7 separate regions of the Mus musculus genome follow, and all the other regions are linked to region 7. A link is a contact called in public HiChIP or PLAC-seq and promoter capture Hi-C data. All regions are on one chromosome and are shown on one strand. Each heading gives the region's core, a stretch centred on a gene start, on an enhancer-like site or on the middle of the called end of the contact. The rest is flanking DNA. Distances are from core to core; before and after follow the strand shown.

Region 1 (3,382 bases), core at 142-2,641, 700 kb before region 7:
ACAACAACAACAACAAACAAAACCGGGCATGGTGGGGCACGCCTTTAATTCCAACACTCCGGAGGCAGAGGCAGGCGGATTTCTGAGTTTGAGGCCAGCCTGGTCTACAAAATGAGTTCCAGGACAGACAGGGCTACACAGAGAAATCCTGTCTCAAAAAAAAAAAAAAAAGAAAGCCCAGGAGGGCTGGAGAGCCGGCATACGGGGATGCATAGCCATTTCTGGGGGTGCATGGCCATTTCTAACTCCAGTCCAAGGAGACCTTACACCTTGCCTTCTGGTTGCCAAGGGCACCAGTGATGCACCAACATATACACGCAGGCAAAACAGTCATACACTTAAAAGGAGTAACCACTTACATTGTGTAAGTGCCACTACACTGCCCTGTCCAAGAGCCTACTCTTCTCAGGATTCCACCCCCTCACCCCAAATAAACCTTCATTCATTCATTCTCTTCCTTTGTTGTTTTGAGACAGGGTCTCTATACATAGTCATGGCTGAAAACTTAAGAGATCTGCCTCTGATGGGATTAAAGGCCTATCACTGGCTTATCATTTTCTCCTTTTGGGAGTTTTGTTTGTTTTGAGACCTGTCCATAGACCACGACGGCCTTGAACTAGCTATACTTCGGAAGCTAGCCCGCATTCTCCCCTGCCCTACTTGGGAAAATGTCTCTCTACATATAGCACGTTGCCTAGAGCCTGAAAAAGTTGTGCCGTTCTACAGAGTGAATGATCAGGACTCTAGTTTACACGGGCTGGATTCCTATTCTCTTCCCTGTCATTTACTGGGAGTTCCATTTACTGGTAGTGAAGGGAGTTGACTGCTAGACTGGTTGGTCAACTTCACCTTTATTGAGTAGGTGGAATTTCTTCTTAACCAGTTAATAAGCCAAACTTAGTGCCGTAGTACTTGTGTACCGTGCACAAGGCCCTAGGTTCAATCCCCGGCACTGGAATATAAAAATAAAAACCACACAAAACTTAAAAACCAGAGGAAGCCGGGTTCTTACCCTTTCTCGCCCTTGTTGACAAATTTCTGAACCTCCTTCACCCCGCGACGAATCTGCTTCTGCTTCACAGCTACAAAGAGAGAGAAGCGTGAGCCGACACCTCGCTCACGAGGCTCGACCCCGGGCCGCCCAAGTCACCGGTCCCGGACCGCGATCGCCACGCGCCCGCCTCACCCTTCTTGATGCACTTGTAGAGCTTGCGCGTCAGGCGGCGGGAAGCCAGGGGCTGCGCGATGGGGTTCAGATTGACCAGCAGCTCTTTGTACGTGCGCTCCTCGCTGCAGCCCTCCGCCTGCGCCTCGGACTCTTCGGGAGCGGCCTTTACTTTGGTCATCTTAGCAACTACAACTCCGTCCCGGCATAGAGGAACCACGCGGCCGCCGCCTCCGACATCACTTCCGGGTTTTCAAGTGGCTCTACCCTGTGACCAATTGGGAAACTAAATATTCTACACCGACCAATCTCTAAGTAGATCTCTAGGGGCGGGATTTTGGATATGGGGGCGGAGTTAAAGGTCAATCTAAGCACGGGATTTGGATTTTCACCGCGGGAATCCCAGGGAGGCCGAATTTAGAACCGGGTTTCCAGAGGGAAAGGGGCGGGGCCTGGGGCCGAGAGGTGGGGCCCAAAGGGAAAGAGGCGGAGCCCAAAGGGAAAGAGGCGGGGCCCGGAGAGATTGAAGAGCGGGTGGAAGGAAAATACACAACGGGATTGTGTCCCCTGAGCTCCTTGTGACCTGCCTTGTGACCTGCTGCTGCTGGTTAGGTAAAGCCTGGCGCACCTGAAAGTTTTTTCATATTTTCTTTTCCCCCTCCTAGATCCTGTTGCACAAACTATAAACCGCACACCTTTGATCCCAGCAGTGGGGAGGCAGGGGCAGGTGGATCAGGTCAGCCTGGTCTACATAGTGACTTCCGCTGGGCAGTAAGGTCAGCCTGGTCTACATAGTGACTTCCGCTGGGCAGTAGTGGTGCATACCTTTACTCTCAGCATTTGGGAGGCAGAGGCAGGAGGAACTCTGAATTCAAGGCTAGCCTGTTCTACAGATCGAGTTTCAGGACAGCCAGGATTACACAGAAACAGTCTCCAAAAAAAAAAAAAAAAAAAACCGCAAAGAAAAAAGAAAAAAAAGAGGCCGGGCAGTGGTGGCGCATGCCTTTAATCCCAGCACTTGGGAGGCAAAGGCAGGTGGATTTATGAGTTCAAAGCCAGCCTGGTCTACAGAGTGAGTTCCAGGACAGCCAGGGCTATACAGAGAAACCCTGTCTTGAATAAAAACCAAAAAACAAAAACCAACCCCCCCCAAACAAACAAAAAAACACAAACAAACAAACAAAAAAACCCACTCCAGTTCCAGGGGATCTGAAATGTCTAATCTGCAAGGGCCTCAGGAGTGCATGTGCTGCACAGATGTGCTTTCAGGCAACACACTCACACACAGGAAATAAATCAATCAAAAGTTCTTAAATGTTAAAAGCAAATCTGAAAAACCAGAAAGGTAGGAAGGAAGGTGACATGTGCTGGATGAAGAGTCCAGCTAGCTAATGAGAACCCTGGAGCAACAGGAAACGGGGACCTCAGCTCTGTGACGTAGAGGGACTGAAGCTGGTAAGGGTGAATATGAAGGAGGATCCTGAGTGCCAGATGCCAAAAATCAGGCCCACATTTAGATCTGTGTTTTGTGAAGGACACAGAACTTACCTATCCCTGATTGACAACTATGAGACCTGTGAGATAGTTGAGTATGATTTCCAGCCACTAAAAGCCATCACTTGGACAGCAGCAAGAGGACCAGGATATGTCAGATTGGGATACATTCTCTGAATTGCCAAGAAAGACAGAACCAGGGAAGGCTGTTGGAGGAAGGAGCACTGGGTAGCCTAGTAAAGATTGAAATCATCTCTCTTTTTTAGGTTGTAGGGAGGCCTGGATGTGTCTCAGTAAGCGATTACTAAATGGTGGGGAAATCAAGTATTTAAACAGCAAATGCTTAATATTTGCCAGCTGATTTGAATCTGAGGGAGACCTAGTTTAGAGAGACAGAGAGGGTGACTTCTGAGACTCACCTGTCTTCTGATGTTAGGTCTGCACATACCCATACATTATGACAGGGGTTAGGAGGATACCTATATATTATGACAGGGGAGAAAGGTGGCTCCTCCACTGCCCAAGCTTTGATGGTCCCAGCCTTCCATCTTCCCCAGAACTTTCGAGGTGGTGGTGGAGGAGGAGGAGGTCTGGCAGCTTCTGTCCTAATCTACTACCTTTGTTATATCGCCACCTTCTGGAAAGCCCTGAAGTTACCGCTAGCTGTGGCTGGCATCTCCCTGTTTGCAGGGTGGACTCAATCAACGGTGGGTTTTGTTTTCT
Region 2 (3,879 bases), core at 59-2,558, 680 kb after region 7:
GAGCACCAGCTACTGCTATTACACGTTGGTGTAATGCAAGGACCAGCGTTGACCCAACTGTGATCTTGAGAAACCTGCAGAGCCCCAGCAGGTAGGCCTCAGATCTTCTGAGGGCAATAATGAACAAAGAGACCGAAGGGGTTCTGGGGAGTCCACAGGGACCAAGGCCTCAGGCAACGAGGACGGAGGCTGGCTGTGGGGAAGCAGAAGCTCCCAAGGGTGACCCTGTCTTATGACACCCATGATATGGCCAAGCTGGCTGCAGGGACAGGAGTGTGGCCTAGGACCTGTTAGTTCCCCAGTACACGCTCCTCTCCTGTCCTGTGCTGGTTCACGCCCTTCACCTATGGCTCCGTCCACTCTTCCAGATGGATCTGGATTTTGCCACTGCTGACCAAATCTACCTCAAACCAGCTTCATCGGAAAAGAGAAGTGGCTATTTCACAAGGAAGAACAGTCCAGGAGCACACACCACACAAGGTGGCCCCCAGGGCTCGACAACAAGAGTTTCTCAGCTTCTGTACTCTTAAGCTTCCTTTCCCAGACTGCTAATGGAAGTTTCCAGAACTGGGTCTCTCTTCTGTCAACATCGGCACACATGACTACACCACAAGTGTGGCAGTGGTGGGGAGTTGTCAGCTTTGTCTGGTGTGGAAAGGACTAGGCTAAGGAAGGGAAGGGTCAGTGCCTGGAGCCAAGTAGGATGCTGGGCAAATACACCAGCCTAGAGACAAGTATTTCCCCATAACCAAGGATAAAAAATATCATTCATGAGCCTTTGGGGCTCTGAGGGGGATGGGCCTCAGGATGCCAAGGAGGAAGAAGAACATGGGTAGGTCCATTGTGGCTGGGGACACCTGGACATTATGAAGCCATAGGGAGTTGGGAAGGGTGTGTCAGCACTAGACATTACAGAGTAGCCCTGGATGGGAATACAGACCCAGTCATCACTGGGGTAGGGGAAGTCAGGGGTGGGAGTCCAGGAGCCCAGAGCCTAGGGTAAACCCTGGATGAAGGGGAAGTCTGAAAGGCCAGTGGGAAACTACCAAGGATGCAGGGTCTAGATGATATGGTAGCTGGAAACACACAAGGCTAGAGGGGGCATGGGTGAGCAGTCAGAGGGAGCCTGGGTGAGCAGCATGAGTTCCGCCACCACAGGACTAAGCACGGAAAGGCCAGGAACAACTGGAAGGAAGTGGTCAAGCTGTCCACAGCACTGGTTTCTACCTTCCCAGCCTGGCCAGGCTCCCTGCCTTTGTGGATACAGTCATATCCCCACCCCTCCCCGCCTCTACTGCAAAGGGGTGGAGAGCGCCGAGGCTCTTCCTCTCCTGGGCCAGCGTCTGAGTAGCACACTGGGCGATAAGAAGAACACCAAAGCTAATTCTGCCTGTGGCTGGCAACATGAAGGACGAAGTGGCTCTTCTGGCTACCGTCACCCTCGTGGGAGTTCTGTTGCAAGGTGGGCTGGCTCCTGTCTGGGAGGTGGGTGGATCTTACATCCTGTAGTCTGCTCTCTTCAGGCTCCTGGGGTAGGGAATTGGGGTGCTGGCAGGCCCAGGCTCAGGAGAAGGACAGGAGGCTTCTAGGCTAGCCTCCTGGTACCAAGGTCCAAGCAATTCAAGAACTGTTGGAGGGCCAAAGTTCCAGCTGAGAAGTCCCCACTTCCCTGGAGCAGGTATAGACACTCTCTAAGGAGTGTCTACAGGGGAGGACCAGGTGAAGGATGGCCACCCTGCTGAGGGGCCACTTGAGGTGCCTGCCTTGTGGTGGGAGCTGGTATCTGTTTGGGAGTGCAATACAGTGACTAGTGGAATAGCTATGGGCTTAGGTTGGGAGAGTCCCAACTCCACGCATCTGGAGCACAGTATCTGCCAGATTTAAGGCTGGGTCCATGATGTCTAAACAGAAACTGAGACAAGAATTTATGCTATTGTGTGGTGGTACTGAGACCCAAGCTAGACTGACTCTGGCTTGTGGCAGAGTCCCTTCTGGCTGATTCTGTAGAGGGGAAACCAGGGTCCCTTAGCCACAGAACGTGTGCTTCCTTGTTCCTTAAAGAATACAGCCAATTTTGCCCTGGTCCATTGCCTACGCAGGGGGTCCAGACCTGCAGAACGGGAGGTAGGCATTTGCCTGTGCTTTGCAAGTCAAATCGTTCAGGAGTAAAGTCTTCTAAGGTTCCTCCCACCGGCAGGTGTTTCAGCCGCGCATCACCCTAGTCAATCAACCCTCAGGCCTACAGGGCCTCTCCATTGAACACCACTGATGGGGCAGGTGGGAGAAGGGCATTAGAAGAGAGTCGCTCAGTGAGAGGCAAGGAGAGGGGAACTAAGGGACGGATCCCGCTCCAGATCTGCGGAGCACCACACCTGACTCCCACACCCCCACGGCCGCAGCCTACTTCTCCCTACAGGTGATCTCTGCACGAAGGGCTTTCCACGTGTCGCCGCCGCTCACCTCTGGCCCTCCCGAGTTCGAGCGCGTCTTCCGAGCCCAGTGAGCGCGGCGGGTCCGGGCGGGTTCGGGTGTCAGCCAAGGTGAACCACGCGCTCACCCAGCCTACCCCTCGCAGGGTAAACTGCAGCGAGTACTTTCCGCTGTTCCTCGCCACACTCTGGGTCGCCGGCATCTTCTTCCACGAAGGTGCGGGGCAGCGTGGGGGCACACTTCGGGGGTGGGGGTGATCCCGGATGGCGGGAGCTCGTGCTCACCGCGTCGCCTTGCATCGACTCTCGCAGGAGCCGCAGCCCTGTGCGGACTGTTCTACCTGTTCGCGCGCCTCCGCTATTTCCAGGGATACGCGCGCTCAGCGCAACTCAGGTAACTCTGGCCGGACTTCCGGGAAAGCACTGCAGGGGAGGGTCGCTCCCCAACGCCGCTCAAAGGGTGGGAGGCGGCGATCGGCCACAGGGGACCCATGGAAAGAGATCTGGGGACAGCGGGTGGGCGGACCTAGCCCTAGCGAGCCGGTGTAGCCCGGAGTGGGAGGGGCTTGAGCCTGCGGGGCAGGCCTAGTCTGGAGGGGGAGGGCCTAGGCCTGGGGGCAGTCCTAGCATGGAGGGGGCGGGGCCTTGTGTGGAGGCGGGGGGGGCTTGGCTCCGCTCCCGCTGAGCGCCACCCGCAGGCTGACTCCCCTATACGCGAGCGCGCGCGCACTCTGGCTGCTGGTGGCGATGGCTGCACTGGGCTTGCTAGTCCACTTCCTCCCCGGCACGCTACGGACTGCGCTCTTCAGATGGCTCCAGATGCTCCTGCCGATGGCCTGAGGCGAAGGCCCTCCGAATCAGCAGAACTGGAGATCTTCGAACAAAACGCTGGGGTGCCCGCCCCCGAATCCCAGTTTTTAATTAAAGTTCCCACGACGGTTCCGTCTGCATTCTCTGGGTCTGAGAGGGTCGCTTACCGCAGCTTGGAGAGCCCAAACCCCAGACAGATGCAGCCAGGCTTTGGGAGGCTTGGATAGGCCAGCATAGGCAGGCTTGGATTCGTTCTTATCACTGTACTGTCTTCTAGACAACACCTTGCCTGCGCAGCTACCTCTGCCTTGACATTTCTTTCCAGAGATAGCCACCCCTCACCCACCTTTCTGTACTTGGGGCTCACCTTCCTCTCAAGCTGAGCCTCAGGTGTTGGATTCTATCTTGTATGCCTTCGTGTCCCCCAACACCCAGCCCTGACTTCCCAACTAGAACCTATCAAGTCTTTTCCTAAGTGAGATCTGGGTCCCTGTTTTTGATCAGTGCTGAATCTCCAAATAGAGGTTCAGGACACCCCAGCTAAGGCCACACAGCAGTGAGTGTGGCCAAAAATGTAGTCAGTGATAGGTTCTCTCAAGTGGATCTCTGGATGTTTGAAGAGGACCGGACTTAGGTAGGC
Region 3 (3,870 bases), core at 303-2,802, 840 kb before region 7:
TCTGTGTGGGCACTGCATACACATGGTGTAAAATACTTTTTTTTTCTTTTCTTTTCTTTCTTTTTTTTTTTGGTTTTTCAAGACAGGGTTTCTCTGTGTAGCCCTGGCTGTTCTGGAACTCACTCTGTAGACCAGGCTGGCCTCGAACTCAGAAATCCACCTGTCTCTGCCTCTCAAATGCCGGGATTAAAGGTGTGTGCCACCATCGACCAGCGTGTAAATACTTCTATGTAGGTACCCATACATACAGAAAACAAACTTTAAAACAATAAAACAATCTTTTTTTTTAATTGTTTAATTCCACTCAGAGCAAATATATTTTAGTATGGTTTTGAGGTAACTATTAATGAAATCAAGGTTAGGGTAAATTTGTATATGTGGTTACTGCTTGCTTCTTGGGTCTGACAGTAGTTTTAGATTGTGCTCTTTTTCTGTAATACTTCGTAGCCAGCATTAGATAGTAAATGAGTTTGGTAAGATGTACTTTCGCCCGAGGTTGTGAAACTCATGGCATAATACGTTTCAATCAGCAGCACACATCTGTGAAGGACTTTGTCATCTGCTTGGAGCAGGTAAAACCAAAGTAGCTAAAGATCACACTGATATCACTAAGTATGTTGCATAACCAACCAGTTTCTACTTCTCTTTGGTCTTACAAGTCAGAAAGTCTGTTTGGGGGTAAAAATAAAAGCAACCCACAAGCTACTTGCCCAGAAAGGACATTTGAATTATTCGACTTAATGTAAACTCTCATAATGTAAACTGCCTTTAATTCTTTTGAACTCAGGGCTTCTTCCTACAAGGTTAGGGAAACTCTTTATGAGTGACCTACATATCTAACCCCTTTTAAAGAAACTGAGTCCTGGTAAATTGCCCAGGCTGGTCTTGAATTCAAGATCTTCCTGCCTCACTTTTCTGTATCCAGAACTATAGGAGTACGATACCATTACAATTACCATTTTAAATGTTATTTAGTCCGGGGCCTCAGTATTTTTTTTTTTTTCGGGACAGGGTTTCTCTGATTAGCCCTGATTGTCCTGGAACTCACTCTGTGGACCAGGCTGGCCTCGAACTCAAAAATTCGCCTGCCTCTGCCTCCTGAGAGCTGGGACTAAAGGCGTGCGCCACCACGCCCGGCTTGGAGCCTCAGTATTAACTAAATACTTGTTATTATAGAAGTTGCCTAGCTCAGTGTAAACTAAGGGCTTCCCTAGGACATTGGACTCCATTGTCAACACTGGGATAGGAGAGGGATGGATTCCCGATCCATGTGTGGTGGATGTACTTCGGAGTGACTATGCTACCAACAGGCTAACGTCAAAATTAATCTTAATCCTCCAGTTGAAAAGAAGAGCTTCCTCCTTAACGTCATCAGACATTTTAACCTTGACCCAGCATCTTCACTCCAGCCCTGGCTGACCTGACTAGGCCGCCTTCGAACTTAGAACACTTCTGCCTCGACCTCCTGATTGCCGCCATGTCCCGCCCATGACACTTTGACAAACACACGTAATTGAACACCTCTTTTTAAAATTCTCTTGCACTCTACAGCTGGCATAGCATCGGCTGGGCCACCAGCGGTAGCCGAGGACATCGGTCGTCTCAGGTAATCCTCAGAGAATCCCGGAAGAGGAGCCGGGTCTCTCCTGTCCCACCCAATCGATTCTAAAAATCCGCACCACCCCTGGGACTGTCAGCAAGGTGACGTTCTCCACGCCGGGTATTTTCGCAGTGGTGACACAGGCTACTTCCGGCGGGCGGCGGGAGTCCGTGACGTGGCAGGCGAGTCCGTGCACGGTCCTCCGGGCCCGGACACGGGACTGTCAGGTGCCCTCGGGGCAGCTCCCCGGGGACAGAGAGCACGGCCGCAGCCTCCAGCCGGAACCGGAAGTGCCACGTGTCCCCACTGTGCCTGCGCGGCCGGCGGCTCCGCCCAGGGCCTCCCTCCTCTCCGGGTTCGGCTGCTGCCTCCGAGCCCGGCGTTCCCAGCCCAGCCGGCCTGACTCCGGAGCCTCTCCGCGCCCTGGCCAGGTCGTGGCCGCCGGCGGGCAGAAGACACGGACACGCCATGCCTCTACTTTGACGTGCCACCCCGCGTGTTCCGCTTCTCCGGCCTCCAGGTCCCTGCCCTCGGTTTTCCTGTTGGAGCTCTTAGGCTGGGCGCTGCGGTCGACCCCGACGGCTCCGTCTTACCCTGAGATCCCCGGGCGCCATGGCCCAGCCCCGGATCCCCGCTGCCCGCGGTGCCGCAGCTAGCCTCCAGGCCCAGAACGGAGCCGCCTCAGCCTCGGGGTCTCCCTACACCAACGGTGAGTGCCGCACGGGGGCGGGGAGGGCGGCACAGCTCGGGCCAGGGACAAGTCCCAGCCAGGTCTACCGCGGGGAGTGGCGGATGACGGCCTGGACCCGGGAGCCGCGGTGGACATGCACCTGCAGATCCACGCTGGTGGGACAGTTTCATGTGTATTTATAGGTTCAGCCTGCAAACAGTAAGCACCTGCAGTATGCAACGTCTGAGATAAACAAGAGGTGAACAAGAATCGTAGACGAAATCAGTTCCCAGAACTGCCTTATGGAGGTCATAGTGTCTGGGTGTCATCACGCAATGCGCCACCTCAGTCCTGTGTCCTGGAGGGCAGGGTTCATCTCGGGTCCGCAGGCTCGAAGTGCAGGGGGGTGGCGGGTCAGTGCTTATTAATACTAATTTGCAGAGATGAATGAATGACTCCGTCTTTGACAGATCCCTTTAGGACTTGCTCATCTCTGCAGGGATCTTTCTTCAAGGATCTTCTTCCTACGACAGTCCTTGGGCCTCCTGTTTAGTTTTTCAGTTGTGGAAGAACCAAATAGATGGATGGCTAGGGCTTCGTTTCTAGGGCCCTCCTCTTCATTTAGAATGTAAGTTAGTCACAACTCTCTGAACCCTAGAGAGAGTACATCTGGCACTATAATTTATCATTTGGCGGGAGAATATCTTATAATTGGATATCTCTTCTAGGATTCCTGACGCCTTCCTACAGCGTGATTTGCTAAGCTTATTTTAATTGATATAATAAAGACTCATTTTCTGCCTACTTACAAATTAGCCTACAAATCTTTGCTTTATGGGAAGAAGACAGGGAGAATAATACTAAAGTACTTACTGTGCCCATTTAAAGTTGTAGAAAATAGCCAGTGACTAAAATTGCTGGTTACAATGTATTTAGAGAAGACTACTGTTTTCTTTACAAAGAATGTTCTTTGTAAGACTTAAAAATGTGGGTAGGCAGCTATGTGGGCAGGGCAAGAGAAGCTGAGAATCACTGACAGGTTTTCAACTTGAATTGTTTCTTGAGTTTATAGTAAGAGATTATGTAAACTACATTTTCTTCTGTGACATTGACATTTGCTGAGAAGATGCAATCATCCACTTTAAGGTGAAAACAACTGAAGATGTCGCCTGTGTGGGTTTTGCTTACGAATTGCACTTAAATCACAAAGTAAATGTGCCAGTAAGCTTACATGCAAGTAGAGCTGTGAGGACTTTGAAATGTTTTTGCAGGAATTGAATCAGTATGTTAGGCTCTGTTGGAGATATTCCATTGCTATTTATTTATTTATTTATTTATTGACACTGTCTCGCTCTTATCTCCAGTTGGCTTGAAACTTGTGGCAATTCTCCTGTCTCAGCTGCTCTAGTGCTTGCATTGCAGAGCTGGAATTTCCATAGCCCACTTACTTTGTTAATTTGGTCAAAGCCAAACATGCACCTGTTGCACATCTATGTTCTGACCTTGGGCATAAGAGTGCACTCCTGTCTGGGTTGCTTAGAGCTATTTGGGAATCCAGATATGGAATTGTGGTTCAGGATGGTAGCAGCTGTAAAAACTC
Region 4 (3,565 bases), core at 953-3,452, 770 kb before region 7:
CTTGTCTTTGCCTAAACTGGACTTTATTCTTGATTTTATACTTGTATGGCCATATATTTTCTATTTCCAAGATTGATTTTAATAGCCTTATGTTTTTTTTTTTTTTTTTTAAAGATTTATTTATTTATTATATGTAAGTACACTGTAGCTGTCTTCAGACACTCCAGAAGAGGGCGCCAGATCTCATTACGGATGGTTGTGAGCCACCATGTGGTTGCTGGGATTTGAACTCCAGACCTTCGGAAGAGCAGTCGGGTGCTCTTACCCACTGAGCCATCTCACCAGCCCCTAGCCTTATGTTTTTAATTCACGTTTTATATTGCTCAAGATTTTTGTTGATGTTGTTTTGTTTTTTCAAGATGGTTTCTCTCTGTAGCCCTGGCTATTCTGGAACTTACTCTGTAGGTCAGGTGGCCTTGAACTCAAAATCCAACTGTGTCTGCCTCGAGTGCTGGGATTAAAGGCATGTACCACCACCACCCAGCTCAATGTGTTTTTAATGCATATAATCCACTTATTTCTGAGCATCTCAAACACACTTATTTTTAGAACGTTCTGTAAGATCCTCAAGCTAGGCATAAGTTTAAAGCCAGTCAAGGCTACTCAGGAGACTGTCTCAAAAAGCAAAGCAAAGAGTGATAAGGTTGACACACGACTTTAACTTCTGGCCTCTACACATGTATACAAAGCCAAAAAGTGTTCTAACACATAAATATGCACACACTGACTTAGTTTCCTTAATTGGAAGTCAGGAAAGCAGTCAGCCTCAGTAATGGAAATTTGTGAGCTGCTACACAAAACAAACATGTTCATATTTCTACGGCTCAAATGATAACTGGAGACTTCTTGTAGCAGACACTTTTATTCCCTTCCTCCCTAACTCCCATTCCTATCAAGATGACCAGAGGTTTAGGACAATGACTTTTTTGTGCCTTCAATTTTGAAGGGAGATGAAATGGATGGATAAACATGCTGCTTATGTAGAAGTGGGCAGGTACCTGACCAAAGCAAAGGAGATGTAAGAAATCAGTTTTGTTATTTATCTATCAAAGGTAGGTAGGTAGTCTGCCATTGGCCAATATTCCAAAAATTTTCTTCACTACCGCCAATAAAAGAAAGCTGCTTCACTCAAACAAACAAACAAACAAACAAACATCTTCTCCACCTAGTAAAGTTTTGTTTATAAACCTCATGCATCCTTTCTCCCTCCTGAATTCCCTGCTGCCTGGAATACAGACCTTTAACTCCATTCCTCTAAGCTTATTCTTTCAGAACTAGCCAAGCATGAAGGTCGGACCCCAGCCACTGGGGAAAAGACACCATGATTTTGATCCTGAAACACCTTTTTTACAAATAGAACGTGCCTTGTAGAGCTACTTCGCTTTGTTTATGTTTCTAGCAAACACAAAACGAAAACAGAAATGCCAAACTTTATCTTTAGTCACTCTGTGGCCCCAGAGAGAAGTCAATGATTTTTAGCCAAAGTAGCTTCGAAATGTCTGTTTAAGGGAAGAAGGAATTCAGGACGCCAACGCTAGATAAGTCTCACTATAATAAACACATAAGGAAAACCTGTGAACAATGCAGACATACACTTGAAAGAGCAGAGTCCTTGATGATTAACAGCACCTAACACCAGTGATTTGCGCCCTAAACCACCCTCCCATTACGCATTTCCGCCCACGCATACGGCCAGCACCGTCTGGACACAAGCGCCCGGTGCTGCAACCTCCATTTTGCTTTCTGGCATTCTTGTAGTTAAAAGCTCCGCCTCACTTGGCAGTCTGGTCCACATCTCCCGCCAGGCTTCCGGTCTCTACACCTCCAGGCGAACGTCAGTGACAACATAAGCAAGTACGCGTGCGGTGAAGGCAAGGATTGCTCTAAGAGCCAGAGGAGGCCCGCGGGGACCCCGACGTCCCATGAGGCCTTGACCCAAGATGGCGGACAAAACCCTTAGCGCAGCCTTGCTCAGAGACGCATGTGCGCATGCCCGGTCGACTGAGCTGCCCTGATCCAAGATGGCGGCCGGACCGGGGCTGGGGACGGGCTTAGCGCGTTACTGAGCATGCTCAGTCTTCCGTCACTTGCGTCAGGTCGGCAGCCGGCGCAGGCCGCTCAGTCCTTCCCGGAGAGGCGGGAACATGTACGCATGCGCAGTGAGCAGTCTCGGCTAGTCGGTGGGCGGAGCTACCCCGCGGGGTGGACGTTGAGTGTGTGTGATGGCCGGCTGACCTGCTTTCCTCTTTGAGCTTGTCTGCCCCTGAACTAGAGGGAAGTCGGCTTAGGTGAGGTATTTATAGTTGTCAAAATCCCGCACTCGCCTGTGATCCCAGCGCTCAGGAGCCCGGAGGGATTGCCTCAAGTGCTGTAGGACAGCAAGACCCTGCCCAAAGCAAAAAGTCGGGAGCTAGAGACTGGGAAAGTGGGGGCCGTCCAGGGAGGCTGGGCACATACAGTTCAGTCACTTTCGTGGGTGCGTACTTTGAGTTTTCCTTGGGATTTGTGGCTCAGGGGCAGAGCCCTTGCCTAGCACCTGGAGGTTTGGGATTTGGTCCCCAGCACCAGAAATAAACAGTTAAAGAGGGGCAGTGTAAGATAATCGCAGCACTGGAAAGGGGGAGCTAGGGTAAGGAATTCAAGCCATTTTCTGATACTTGTAGGCCAGTCTGGGCTTCATAAGACCTTTTATTTTATTTTTTAAAAAAGGTTAATAACAAAATAAAATAGCAAAATGTACGGGTTTATTTAATGGACTCTGTCATCGTGTTGTAAATGAATCTGTGGGTAAATAGATGTATCGCCATCTTTAATAGCCCCAAAGCAAGGATGACAGTCCATCCTAGTATCTTTAGTTATCCTTTGGCAGGTTCATCCATGTGTTTTAATGTGGTTTTCAGCCCTTGTCACCCTCTCATCCCACACCCACTGAACCCCCTTTCCCTTCTATTTTCATATCTATACATTTTTTAAAATTATTATTATTGTGGATGTATGTGACACATCATGGGAGTGCCTGCTTGCTATATGGTACATGTGTAAGAGAGGACAACTTTGTGAAGTTGATCATCTCCTCCTCCTCCTCCTGTCTTCTTTCTTCTTGTGACAGAGTCTCTTTCTGTAGCCCTGACTGTCCTGGAACTTGCTTTGCAGAACAAGCTAGCTTTGAACTCACAGATCCTCTAGCCTCTGCCTACTGAGTTCTGGACTGAGCATGCGTGTGTACCCACTGAGTTTAACTTGGGTATTTATGGGTAGGGGTTTATTTATGGAGCATACACAATTTAATGGTGGATACACCAATGAGGAAAAACGAGTCCCCTGAACCAGCAGCCATTATTTACTTGTTTTCAAGAATAGGTGAGATTCTTTAATTCTTCGGAAATTTTTAGTGGAAACTTAGGTCCTCTGAAAGAGCAACCAATGATCTTAACCACCAAGACCTCCACTGAAAGCCTTGATTAAATTCCTAAAGCTATAGTTTTTATTTTATGACGTGTCTCTTAAACGATAGTCCCTTATCCTGGGTTTTTTGGTTTTTGGTTTTTGTTTTTTTTTTTTTTTT
Region 5 (3,386 bases), core at 879-3,378, 940 kb before region 7:
ATTGACCTTGGCCTGGGAAAATCTTCTCAGTGGACCTCTGAGAACCAGAGTTAGGGCTAACTGTGAGGTGCTGATGAGCCAGCCCTTCCTCTTGCCAGACAGGCCTCTTTTAGACTTTGTGAATGAAGGCCAAAGAAGAGAAGTTCTGCTGGTGGCTTCCTTGAGTTCTCCTGCTGCAGAAAGCTCTTGGTTCCTCATGTCCCTCTTTGTTGCAGAGACAATCTCCCTGTCAGAGGATCTGAGCTGTTTTGAGTTTGTTCATTATTAGATTTATTTCTCCTATAAGCAAATGTGTTCACAACATTCCGTCGGGGAATCTTCTTAATTGTCACATAAATGTCATCTTATGTAAATTGAATATTTATCTTTGCATGCAAGGGGGTTTGGGGGTGGAGGGGAAAGGAAAAATAAACAAACTTCAGTCTTGGAAAGGGAAAGGGATTTGAAACTCATCCACCTGCCTTCAAAAACAAAGGTGAGTTGGGGGGGAAATCATTGGATTATCTTGGAAGGGGTAGAATACATTGGCAAGGGTGAGAAGAGATGCCTTAGGGATGCTGGAGATGAGAGATGCCTTAGGGTTGCAGGGCCAGGCTTCCCCAAACCTCAGTCCAAAGCTAGCCAACCTCCCCAGCTGGAGCATTCCCAGGAGGCAAAAGGTTGCCCCCCACGTGCCTACCCCTCCAGGAGGCCTGCCCTTTTCCTTCCTAGAGAGAAGGTGAGCTCCCCAGGCACAGCGGGTTGGGTGGGTGTGGCCCGCAGCTCAGGGAACCGACCCAAGGCTCCGCCACTGCCGGCTAGCCGCCCGACAGCCCGCCCGCCTGGCGAGCGCAGGCTCTTCTTCCAGAAACTGCGAGGATTGGAGAGCACTGTTTGTGCACCACAAGGTCAAGTCGGGAAGTGGAGTCGGAGGAGGAGGGGCGAGAACGAGAGGGTGGGGAGAGGGGCGCCCCGCTTCTCTGCCAAGTACCAGCCCTGGGAAGTTGCCCCTCGGTTTTTAACCCTTTGCGGCTATAAGATGCACGAGGCAGAAGGAAGGGGGTACCCCGGGGCAAACTCCTCCTGAGGCTAGGACATGTTGCCACCCTGCTAGCCACCCACCCATCACAGTGCGCCTCACCCCCCCTCCGGAAATGCAGGGCAGCACCAGGCGCCAGGAGGCACCCGCGAGGGGGAGGGGGCAACAAGCCCAAGAAGGGACCCCCTCCCCTTAAGGACAGCCCCTCTCTTCCGGAGGTCGCCCACAATTTCAACTTTCCCTGCCTAGGATGCTAGTTTGCATTTGGTGTGGGTGGGGGAGGAGGACCGCGCCCCCTCCCCCAGCCCCTTGCGCGCCCCTCCCCTGCACTCCTGCCAGCACTTTCTGCTCACTTCTGGCGCTGCAAAAAACGCCACGCGATTTATTCGATTTCGATTTTAAAACCAGTGATTCCGAAACCGGGCGGAGGGCGAGGGTCTTCCAGCACCAGAGTCCCTGGGGGTGGGGCGGGCGAGCTGGGTACTCCGTGCAAGCCTCGTTTCCTCCGCGAGTGTCGCCTCCAAGCTGTTATTTGCAAAGAAACGTCTTTTTGACGCAGGGAGAAATGGCAAATTTTAAGTACGTCATTAATATGGCGCCAAAAGATTTTTTTAAGTATAAGCTTGCTTTTTTTTTTTTTTAAAGGTTGTGGGGGGCTCCGCCTGGGTCTGGGGCGCGAAGGGGGCGGGGTGTGAGCAGAAAGTGTGAGTGAGCGAGTGGAGGGGCGGGGTATGTGTGTGAGTGTGTGAAGTGTGAGCCGACCTGATGGGACTTGCACGGGCTCAGCCGGCGCTCGGGCCCGGCCCTGGGGACAGGGCGGGTTGGGGGCGCCCCGGAGTCCACGAGGAGTCCGGGCCCGCGTGCAGGCGGGCGGGTGACCGTGTAGGGCACCCCCCCGGGGGGGCCGCAACGCTACCTGGGACTGTCGCCGGAGCCAAACAACTGGGAAGGGGGGGGGGAACACGACAGGGGGGTGCCGGGAGCGGAGATCCGAGTGAATTAGAAAAAAGTGGCTACTCCCCCTCCCTCTCTTCTTGCCCGCCCCCACCCCACCCCACCCCCACCCCAACACATTTTTTCCCCCTCTAAAGAGATCACAAGGAAGTCTTGGTTTAAAAAGAAACAGAAACATACACAGGGGGTTGGTGAATGGTGCCGACCGCGGCCATCGCAGTTGGAGGCTATTTTTTTGGGGGGTGAGTAGCGTCCATGGAGTTACTTTGCGCCCACTCCTAGTGGCACCAGCTCTGAGCTGGAGGGCTGACCATCTTCCCAGCAGGGGTGCGGGGCTTGGGGGGCGCCGCGGCCCGGTCGCCTCCCTCGCCACGACCCCGGATGGATGCGCGCCCCCCGCCCTCCCGCGCCGGCCCCAGGAGCTCCTGGCTTCGGGAGCATCCTTCCCGCGCCGGCCCCCGCCGCCGCGCGTAGCCGAGGGCAGCGCCCCTCGGGAGGGCACCGCGGAGCAAGGTAAGAGCCAGCCCCCAGCGGATGGGCCCTGCGCATCTCCACGGCATTATTTTGTGGGCTTTTTTTTTTTTTCAACAGATCTGCCAGTGCTCCTCGCTCCCTCTCTCTTGCTCGCTCGCTCCCTCTCTCGCTGGCTGCCTGTTCTAGGAAGCCAGCGCGGGGGGTGGGGGGGGGGGACGCACAGCACTGGGGAGAGAGATTGCGCATGTTGGTCAGCCGTGTTTTAAAGAGTACAGTGCGGGGAGGCTGAGAGGGGCGCATGCAACAACTTTTGGAAGGGTGAGCCTGGCGACCTTCTTTATTAATGACTGCGGCAAAGCGCCCCTGGGCCGGCGAGGGGGCGCGGGCGGGTGGGGGCGCTGGGGCTGCAACTTGCCTCGCGGGCTCCGGCCGGCCCGAGGGGCTGCGGCGCTACCGGGGTGCGGGGTGGGGAGGCTGAGTGGCGGGCACCGGGGCACGGGAAACCTGGAGCTATCTGCCCTTCTGTCTCCCGAGTTTCATTTTGTTGATACGCAGCACGTCCGGGTGCCGAACCGGGCTGAGCCGATGCACATGACCCCGCACTGGGCTCACGTGCAGCCGGTCCAGTCCTAGACACCTTCCGGGGGCCACCGCCTCCGCCCTGCGCCCCCTTTCCAGGCTGGGTGCACGAGGGAGCTGCACGCGGGGGCAGCATGCTCGGTTCTTGGGTTCAGAGGCATTGCACAAATTAGTTTTTTTTTTTTTTCTTCTTAAGGGGCGGGGGACAACGTTCCCAGGTGAGTGCTGGGTGCGCAGTCCAGGCAGCCAGGGTGCATACTGGGGTAGTGGACAGCAGCTCTCCGGTGCTGCGCGGGAGTCCGGTGGGGGAGAGGCACCGCGAGAGTGGAAATGTACCGGCGACGGCCGGAGCGGCGGGTGC
Region 6 (3,848 bases), core at 682-3,181, 780 kb after region 7:
TGCTGGGATTAAAGGCGTGTGCCACCATGCCCGGCCTTTTTGTTTTTTTTCAAGACAGAGGATTTCTCTGTGTAGCCCTGGCTGTCCTGGACTCACTCTATAGACCAGACTGGCCTCAAACTCAAGAGATCCACTTGCCTCTGCCTCCCAAGCACCACCACGGCTGACTTAATTCATTTTTTTTTTTTTTCGAGACAGGGTTTCTCTGTATAGCCCTGGCTGTCCTGGAACTCACTCTGTAGACCAGGCTGGCCTCGAACTCAAGAAATCTGCCTGCCTCTGCCTCCCAAGTGCTGAGAGTAAAGGCATGAGCTACCACTGCCCAGATCATTATGTGTTTACATGTATATCTGTGCACATGTTTGTGTCTGGTGGCCATGGATGCCTGAAGAGGGTATTGGGTTCTCTATAACCAAAGTTACAGATGGTTGTGAGCCACCATATGGGTGCTGGGATTTGAACCTTGGTTTTGCAGCCCTTGAGCCCACTTCTCCAGGCCAGGCTGGTCAGTTTTGAAAAGAGGCTCGAAGGAACCTGCGTTCCTGATGAATCTCTTAGGTATACAGTGCTCAGGAGGCTGTGATGGCCCAATGGCCATGGCAGGCTGCACAAACCTGGCTCAATGTGATTTGGAATTCACAGAATGGCTGGCACCGTAGTCTGGACGCTCAGCCTTGAGAGGCGGGAGGCGGTTGGACACAGATGAATGCTAGAACAAAAGGGACTTGTCCCACGGTGCCCTGTGTTCCTCAGTGGCCTTATGGTAGCTTCCAAGGTTGATCACTGGGCTGTTCAAGAGGGCTGCTACCTAACTCTCAATAAACATTGGGTCCTGGAGCCAGGCCTAGCATCAACTCCAGTCATCTCTTGGCCCTCCGGGAAGGAGCCTGATTGTGGAAGGGAACATTGAGTTTTCTTGGAAAAGGTACAGTCCCTTCCACATTAAGAAGTGTAGCTCATGAGATGCTGGCAGCTGATGTCACCTAGGTGAGGCCACCAACTGCATCTGCAGGACTGTCAGCTGCCACCCTGCAAAACCAGGGCATTCACAGAAAATTCACTTTCCATATTGAAAGATCTGGCACCCAGAAGGGTCCACGTACAGGGGTCTGCTGCAGGGCCGGATCTGGAGTACTTGACAAGCCCTGGGACACACGGGGCTTCCAACAAGTCCTGCTGAATAGATTCCCACAATGCCACATGTCACACAAAGTCAGAGGCTCCCACTCCAGCTGCTTCTGTGTGAGTGGTAGTGCTCAGATACCCGAGAGGCACCCGGGGTAGCTCTGAGGGACACTTCATATATACCGATAAATATGCAAAAACAAGCTTTGAATTGGGAGCTCTGACGGCATCAAGTGAGGAGAGACCGGAGGAAGGGGAGGTCAGGGCATCTTTGGTCTTCGCCAAGAGGCAACTCTTCAGTGAACTAGGAGTAAAGAGGGCAAAAGGAAACGTGTGCTTATGCCACTTGGTCCCTCAGAGGCAGCTGGAGAAACTGAGGCAGAGGGCGAGCTGGGGAACCCTGCTGGCTTCTGGTTGCTATGTGACTTTACAGGACTGTGCACACGTCCCGGCGGAGGCCACTGGTGTCCTTCCCCTGCTGCCTGTCCCGGGATCGTCCTCCCCACCCGCCTTCCGACCCCCCTGTGCCGCTGCGCGTGCCCGCGGGTCGCGTCCTGCTGCCCCGCCAGGCCCGGTGCGCACAGGCCCGGCCGCCCGCGCCCCGCTCACCCGTGAGGCCTCCGCCCTTGCCGTGGCCTCGGCGCCGCTGCAGCACGAAGAAGGGGTTGGCCCGCTCCGTCACCCATAGCGCGTTAGCCACCAGCACCTCCTCGGGCCCGAGCCACATCCCGCGGCCGCTCGCACCGGGCCAGAGCCCGTGAGGCGGAAGCGCGCGCCGCCGTCGCCGCGCCCGAGCCGAGCCGAGAGGAGCCGAGAGGCTGGGGCGGGGTCGAGACGTCGGCCCGAAGGTTGGCTCCCCCTAGCGGCCGCGCTGGCTCACAGCGTCGCCCTCCTCGACCTCTCCTGGCCTGGCAGTCCCCTCCAGCCCTGCTGCCGCTGTCCAGTTTGGAGGGGATCGCATGCTCTCTGCCTACTGTGCAGCCCAGGCGAGTTAATGTGGCAAAAAGCGTCTGGAGAAGGGTACAGCAGCGCCTGGTCAGCCTCGGGATTTTGACTCAAGTCTAAGGTTGGGATCCTCAAGAGCCCAGTTGTCAGGAAGCGCAGCTGGTGCCCTTTGAAATAAGTGCGCTCACCCCATCTGACAGATGGATTGGGGTGGCCTTGAGGCTGAGGTCACAGATGAGCACTTAATTTTTTTCATAAGCGTACAGCAGTATGATCTAGGGGCGCAGTGCCCTGCTCTTACCTCTCCTGGCCTGAAGGCGGCAGTCTCTGACAGTACAAATTCACCTTCAGATCCCAGCCCAGGGCTTCTGCCACTGAACCATGAAGCAAAACTAGCTACTGCGGGCTCTGTGAACTAGAGCCCGGTTAAACAATTAGGAACAAGATAGTTTCTGACTCAAAGGTGCAAATGACTCCGCCTGGACAAAAGGGGCGGACCATATTTATTTTGGTAAAGGCTAGGGAGACAGCTGTATGAGCTGTCCCCATGTCACCTGGACATGGCAGGAGGGTAAAAGGAAGGAGAGATAAATTCATTCTGGGAGGTTTGAGCAGATGTAATGGGTGACAGCCAGAGTGAGCCACAACCTTCTGAAACGCGGCTTGTGACTCAGCTTTCAAGACATGGCTTTCCTTACAACTTTGAAGTACAATATACTCCGGTTATCCTGACAGAGTACACAGCAACCAGTCAGTCTGGCTGTCCATCATCTTACTCCATGAGGGAGTGAGTATGATATCCATGTATGAAACATAACTAAACTCATCATCTCTCAGATACTGGATTCTCAGCCCATTGTATTAATGTGTCCTGATAGTAAGTCCTCAATGAGGACTTTGGACGCGCAGACGAATGCTGCTGTGCTCTCTGGAGAAGTCTACCCTCAAGATTTCGGAAGTAAGCCAGGCATGGTGGTAGACACCTTTACCCCAGGACTTGGGAGGCAGAGGCAGGTATATCTCTGTGAAGTTGAGACCAGCATGGTTTACCTAGCAAGTTCTAGACCAAAAATAATTTAGAAGTAGTGGACTGAGGGATGGCTCAGCAAAAGATGGAGATTGGGGGGGGGGGGGTTACAGCTCCAGGGGATCTGATACTCTCTTCTGGCTGCTGAAATTAACAGCAATAGCATTCACTCATGGATGCACACACACATATACACAGAGATAGAGACAGAGATAGATAGATAGAGAGAGATGGATGGATAGATAGATAGATAGATAGATAGATAGATGGATGGATGGATGGATGGATAGATGGATGGATGGATGGATGGATGGATGGATAGATAGATGGATGGATAGATAGAAATCTACAAAAAATTTAATTTGGAAGAATGATAATAATTTTATAAAAAGCATTTGGAAGTACCTGAGAACCAGTGAGATGCCTGACTTTGATCTCAGAGCCCACATGGTAGGAGAAAAACAGCTCCTGCAAGTTCCTTTGACTTCTAAGTAAAATAAAATAATAATTAACTAAATAAATGTAATTTAAGAACTGCAAGTATTTGTTCCACCTTGGAGCGCAATAAAGGATCGTCTATCCTTATTTCAAATTTGAGTGTACTTTAGTGTACTCAAGAGTCAAGAGACTGACGTGTCCATCAGCTGATGGTAACAGTAGTGGCATATCCCTCCATGCAACATCCAGCCATAAGATATCAGCCACTGAGGTGCTAAGACATGGCTGGACCTCGGACATCTGAGGCTGACAC
Region 7 (3,639 bases), core at 200-2,699:
GACGGTGCCTCAGTCAAAACCACCAGCGGCTGGGAAAAACATCTAACCCATGGGCCTGATGCAGGGAAAGGGGGGGTGAAAAAAGCCGCCAATTCCTGAGCTTCCCCCCCCCCACACACACACAGACACACAGACAAAACATCAATCCTTGAGCAGAAAATCCACTAATCCCTGAGCTCCCCAAATTCAGGACTTGAAATCCCACCAATCATCACTCTGGAAATCTCTGCCCTGGAAAGCCCCGCCCCCTAAGAGATCCTATATAAGCACTGCCACTTTGTCTAATTCCCTGTTGTCTGTTCCCTAGGATAGAGAGCAGCCATCCCTGGATTCATCCCTTCACACCCTGGTCCATCCAATAAATCTCTTTCATGAGATTCTTATGCCTGGTCAGAAGTGAAGAAGAAAAGAAGCAATGAAGAGAAGAAACGATGAGAAGGAGAGGGACTGAGGCTCCTGAGCTCCGCTGAGGACGCCATGCCCTGGTAGCTGCATCGCCTCTGCTGAGGAGGCTTCCTCTTAGAGCTATCTAGTTCCTCAGCTCCCATGTCTCAGGGTGCCCTTCTTTTGGGACATTGTCCCACCTCAGAGCTGTGTGGTTCCTGAGCTTCCGAGTCCCAGGAGATCCTCCCATCAGAGCAGAAACACAATGTCAAAGACCTAAGACGGAAGGTGTGGGATAAAAGCGGAAGGTGTGGGATAAAAGGAATTTGGGCACGCACGTTTGGCTAATAGGATTTTTGAGCCTCGTCAAAAAGTGGCCTCCAGATGCCCGTCCGACATTTGGTTCGGAACATAGTCTTTGTTGCATGGAATAGAAGTTTTACAGGCTGAAGCGAGGGGGAAAGGACCAAAAGTATAGAAGAAGGACTAGTTGGGAAGGATGGAGGTCAGTGAAAGAAGGGCACATGAATGAGGGTCGCTGGGGGTGAATGTGATCACAGTGCACTGTATTCAAGTATCATGATGTCAGATTTTAAAGAAAAAACGTTAAAAAACAAGCGGCCAGACAAGAACCCAATATTACAGTTTGTAACCTATCTTTCTATCCTAAGATAGGATGGAAATTATCCTAAGATATTCTCCAAGTTCCAAAGCCGTGGATGCAGCCGAAACTACCTTAGCACCCACGAGTTTCACTCACAGAGGTGGCTGGTTTTCCACAGTAACAATTCACCCAGCCAGTGCATCATTTACTACCTGGTCACAGAGCGCCGTGAAGTATCTACATTACATTAGTAGCTTACCTCTCATCCTAACCTCATGCAAGGGGGTGTCCAAGGTTCTCTTAATTTAGGAAAGGAAAAGGTTCTAGAACCAGTTTCTTTAAGAAAATAAGCTTAAGGTGGCAAACCTTGCCTGAGCACTAGGGGAGCAATCGCTGGCCCGCAGCCCTGCGGTTGCGCCTGCGCAACTGGAAGCCCTGTCGAGGGCTCATGGTCTTGTGGGAAATGTAGTCCCGCGCGCCCAGTGCGGCTGCCTGTGCCGCCAGCCTCTGGCTTCTTCAGTGACTGTGGTGAGTGCGCTTCCTCGGGCGGGTGGTCCACGGGCGGGGAGGCGGAGGCGTTCCCACTGGGAGCCCGGGGCTCTGGTGCCAAAAGAGCAGAGCCGGCCAGACAGAAAGGTGATCCTTCGTCCGCAAGGAGCACGAAGTCGCAGGTGCGCAGCTCACGCGCGCGCCAGGCCGCAGGACACCCTAACCGAGACCCCCCAGCTCGGTATCCCCCCGTACCCCGGGGTCATTCGCGCCCGACTGCTCTCCAGCTCTACCTGGCCGAGCAGCTCTGGTTCGGTATGCACTATGAATGCGTGGTAGACCCGCTCTCTGAAGCTTGGCAGGGCACGGGACCACAGTCCGGGGCTCTGGCCATTGTGTGCACCGCTGCTGGGGACCCGCCCTCTGCCTGCGAAGGAGGAGCTTGTAAAATGAGTCCTGAATAAGCAAGAACGTGCCCACCCTTTCTTTAAGTTCATTATTGGTCAACTAGAAAAATGTACGAGCGAAATCATTCGAAATTTGTCCTAAAGTCCATGTATTGTGTTATATGTATAAATAGAAACCTTTTGCTTCCAAAAAAAAAAAAAAAGATGTTAGTGCCTTTCCTCCATTCACCTTTAAAAATGGAGTTACAAAAGGCATTTTGTAAGATGCTTGAAGTGCATCTAAACCACCACCCAATGGAGATGAGAATAGCCTTAAGACACTAATTTTTAAGAGCAGTTAAAGCTGTCATTTTCACGAATGGTTCCCTTTGGACTTTTGGGCTTTTTTGTTTTTGTTGTGTTTTGTTTTTATTTTAATATTGGACATGGTACAGTTATGTCATTCTTTGTATTGCCTCTTTCCACAAAACCTTGTAGTGAAATTTCTAGGTCAACGTTATAATTAGACCTTTGGGCATCTCCTGTCTTATTCTTTCCAGAAAAGTAGCAGTTTCTAAAGATGGTTGCGGTGTTAAGAGTGACTGACGCCCCACATCAACTGGAAGTGCTGCTAGTAGCCTCTTAAGCTTTGGAGAGGTGCAAGCTAGGTGTGGTAGTGTGTGCCTTGAATCCCACAGAGGCAGGGGGATGAGTTTGAGGCCACCTGCTCCACAGAGTCTGGGCCAGCCAAGGCTACTTAGTGAGAAGACCCTCCTTCAAATAATATCCTTATGCTAAACTCCAGCCCATTTTATTCCTAACTTTTGCATCTGTTGTACAAACAGATGAATCTACAGAAAAGTTGCATATTGCTATAGTCATATAAACCTACATTTCACTTGTATGTATCTATGGCTGCATGTATGCATGGGTACAGGTGCACATATAGCCACATTCAGGTGAAGACCTGAGGTCAGGGCCGAGAAGCATCCTCCATCTTCCTCCAAGCCCTCGGGCATTTCATCCTCCTGCTTGCTTTCTGGTCCTCATGCTTGCCCAGTGCTGAGCCATTCCCCAGGGCCAGCTCCCTCCTCCTCCACCTCCACCATGTTTACCATAATTAGAGAGGCCTTCTGTTTCACTGCATCACAAAGATGTTCATTTATACTTTCTAGTAGAACTCTCATTCTGTTTTTGCATCTCTATTCTTTTCCAAACGACAACCCTTGCTATGTGTTATTGTATATTGAATCCTTTCTTGATAATGCCAACTTTCTTATATCCTCAGTCTACCCAGCCCACCCCTCTGCCTTTACTGTAGTAGGGGTCAAGTCCAGGGCCTCTACTGAGCTATAATAACTCAATGAATTATTCCTGAATTCCTATATATGCATGCTTTTTTTTCTGAACCGCATGTGCTGCTAGGATTGCAATTGTGCATTGGTGTTCCCTGTTGGTCTGTAACATGGGTGGGGGGGAGGTAGGGGCGGTGGTGGTGGTGGAGTCTGCCTGTTGTATTTACAGCTGTTCTCAGCATTGCTTAGCATGCCGCATGCCGCTATTCTCACAGTTGATGTTGACAAGATACTTAATTTGTCAGAGGTTCCTCAGTAATAGTGTTGGTTTGTATCAACTTGACACAAATTAGAGTTATCCAAAAGGAGGGAGCCTCAACTGAGAAAATGCCTCCATAAGATCTGGCTGCAGGGCATTTCTTAATTAGTGATTGAGAAGGGAGGGCCCAGTACATTGTGTGTGTGCTTGGGTTCTATAAGA

Evidence for each region. Promoter capture Hi-C pulls out the DNA fragments that hold promoters and counts their contacts. HiChIP or PLAC-seq counts read pairs in DNA pulled down with a chosen protein or histone mark.
Region 1: a promoter capture Hi-C map of hippocampal neurons shows a contact between it and region 7, with 2.3 times the contacts expected there. The contact joins the promoter of Nhp2 here to the promoter of Zfp2 in region 7. A contact is called at or near these places in 2 of 39 promoter capture datasets (cranial neural crest and hippocampal neurons).
Region 2: a promoter capture Hi-C map of liver shows a contact between it and region 7, with 3 times the contacts expected there. The contact joins the promoter of Ltc4s here to the promoter of Zfp2 in region 7. A contact is called at or near these places in 2 of 39 promoter capture datasets (cranial neural crest and liver).
Region 3: an H3K27ac HiChIP or PLAC-seq map of microglia shows a contact between it and region 7, with 4 times the contacts expected there. The contact joins the promoter of Sec24a here to the promoter of Zfp2 in region 7. A contact is called at or near these places in 2 of 39 promoter capture datasets (cranial neural crest and hippocampal neurons) and 1 of 115 datasets of contacts at active chromatin or transcription factors (microglia).
Region 4: a promoter capture Hi-C map of pre-B cells shows a contact between it and region 7, with 3 times the contacts expected there. The contact joins the promoter of 0610009B22Rik here to the promoter of Zfp2 in region 7. A contact is called at or near these places in 9 of 39 promoter capture datasets (the 3T3-L1 cell line, embryonic stem cells, frontonasal cranial neural crest and 6 more) and 1 of 9 other capture datasets (embryonic stem cells).
Region 5: a contact with region 7 is called in a promoter capture Hi-C map of liver, with 3 times the contacts expected there. The contact joins the promoter of Jade2 here to the promoter of Zfp2 in region 7. A contact is called at or near these places in 2 of 39 promoter capture datasets (cranial neural crest and liver).
Region 6: a contact with region 7 is called in a promoter capture Hi-C map of liver, with 2.8 times the contacts expected there. The contact joins the promoter of Tbc1d9b here to the promoter of Zfp2 in region 7. A contact is called at or near these places in 3 of 39 promoter capture datasets (the 3T3-L1 cell line, liver and pre-B cells).

What each region holds. Positions count from the first base shown.
Region 1 is chr11:51,617,782-51,621,163 of GRCm38.p6, reverse strand. Nhp2 (NHP2 ribonucleoprotein) reads right to left here and starts at 1,391. Exons shown (of 4, transcript NM_026631.4): 1 at 1,187-1,391; 2 at 1,013-1,082. The coding sequence starts at 1,346.
Region 2 is chr11:50,235,961-50,239,839 of GRCm38.p6, reverse strand. It overlaps Ltc4s (leukotriene C4 synthase), which reads left to right and starts at 1,308. Exons shown (of 5, transcript NM_008521.2): 1 at 1,308-1,462; 2 at 2,400-2,499; 3 at 2,576-2,646; 4 at 2,742-2,823; 5 at 3,128-3,379. The coding sequence starts at 1,405. The coding sequence ends at 3,269.
Region 3 is chr11:51,754,516-51,758,385 of GRCm38.p6, reverse strand. It overlaps Sec24a (Sec24 related gene family, member A (S. cerevisiae)), which reads left to right and starts at 1,552. Exons shown (of 23, transcript NM_175255.3): 1 at 1,552-2,309. The coding sequence starts at 2,213.
Region 4 is chr11:51,687,271-51,690,835 of GRCm38.p6, reverse strand. 0610009B22Rik (RIKEN cDNA 0610009B22 gene) reads left to right here and starts at 2,202. Exons shown (of 2, transcript NM_025319.2): 1 at 2,202-2,288.
Region 5 is chr11:51,856,410-51,859,795 of GRCm38.p6, reverse strand. It overlaps Jade2 (jade family PHD finger 2), which reads left to right and starts at 2,128. Exons shown (of 13, transcript NM_001357588.2): 1 at 2,128-2,485. The coding sequence starts at 2,358. It overlaps Gm30110 (a long non-coding RNA gene), which reads right to left. Exons shown (of 2, transcript XR_388628.2): 2 at 3,199-3,386.
Region 6 is chr11:50,129,443-50,133,290 of GRCm38.p6, reverse strand. It overlaps Tbc1d9b (TBC1 domain family, member 9B), which reads right to left and starts at 1,931. Exons shown (of 22, transcript NM_001290760.1): 1 at 1,735-1,931. The coding sequence starts at 1,852.
Region 7 is chr11:50,913,986-50,917,624 of GRCm38.p6, reverse strand. It overlaps Zfp2 (zinc finger protein 2), which reads left to right and starts at 1,449. Exons shown (of 6, transcript NM_001044698.2): 1 at 1,449-1,516.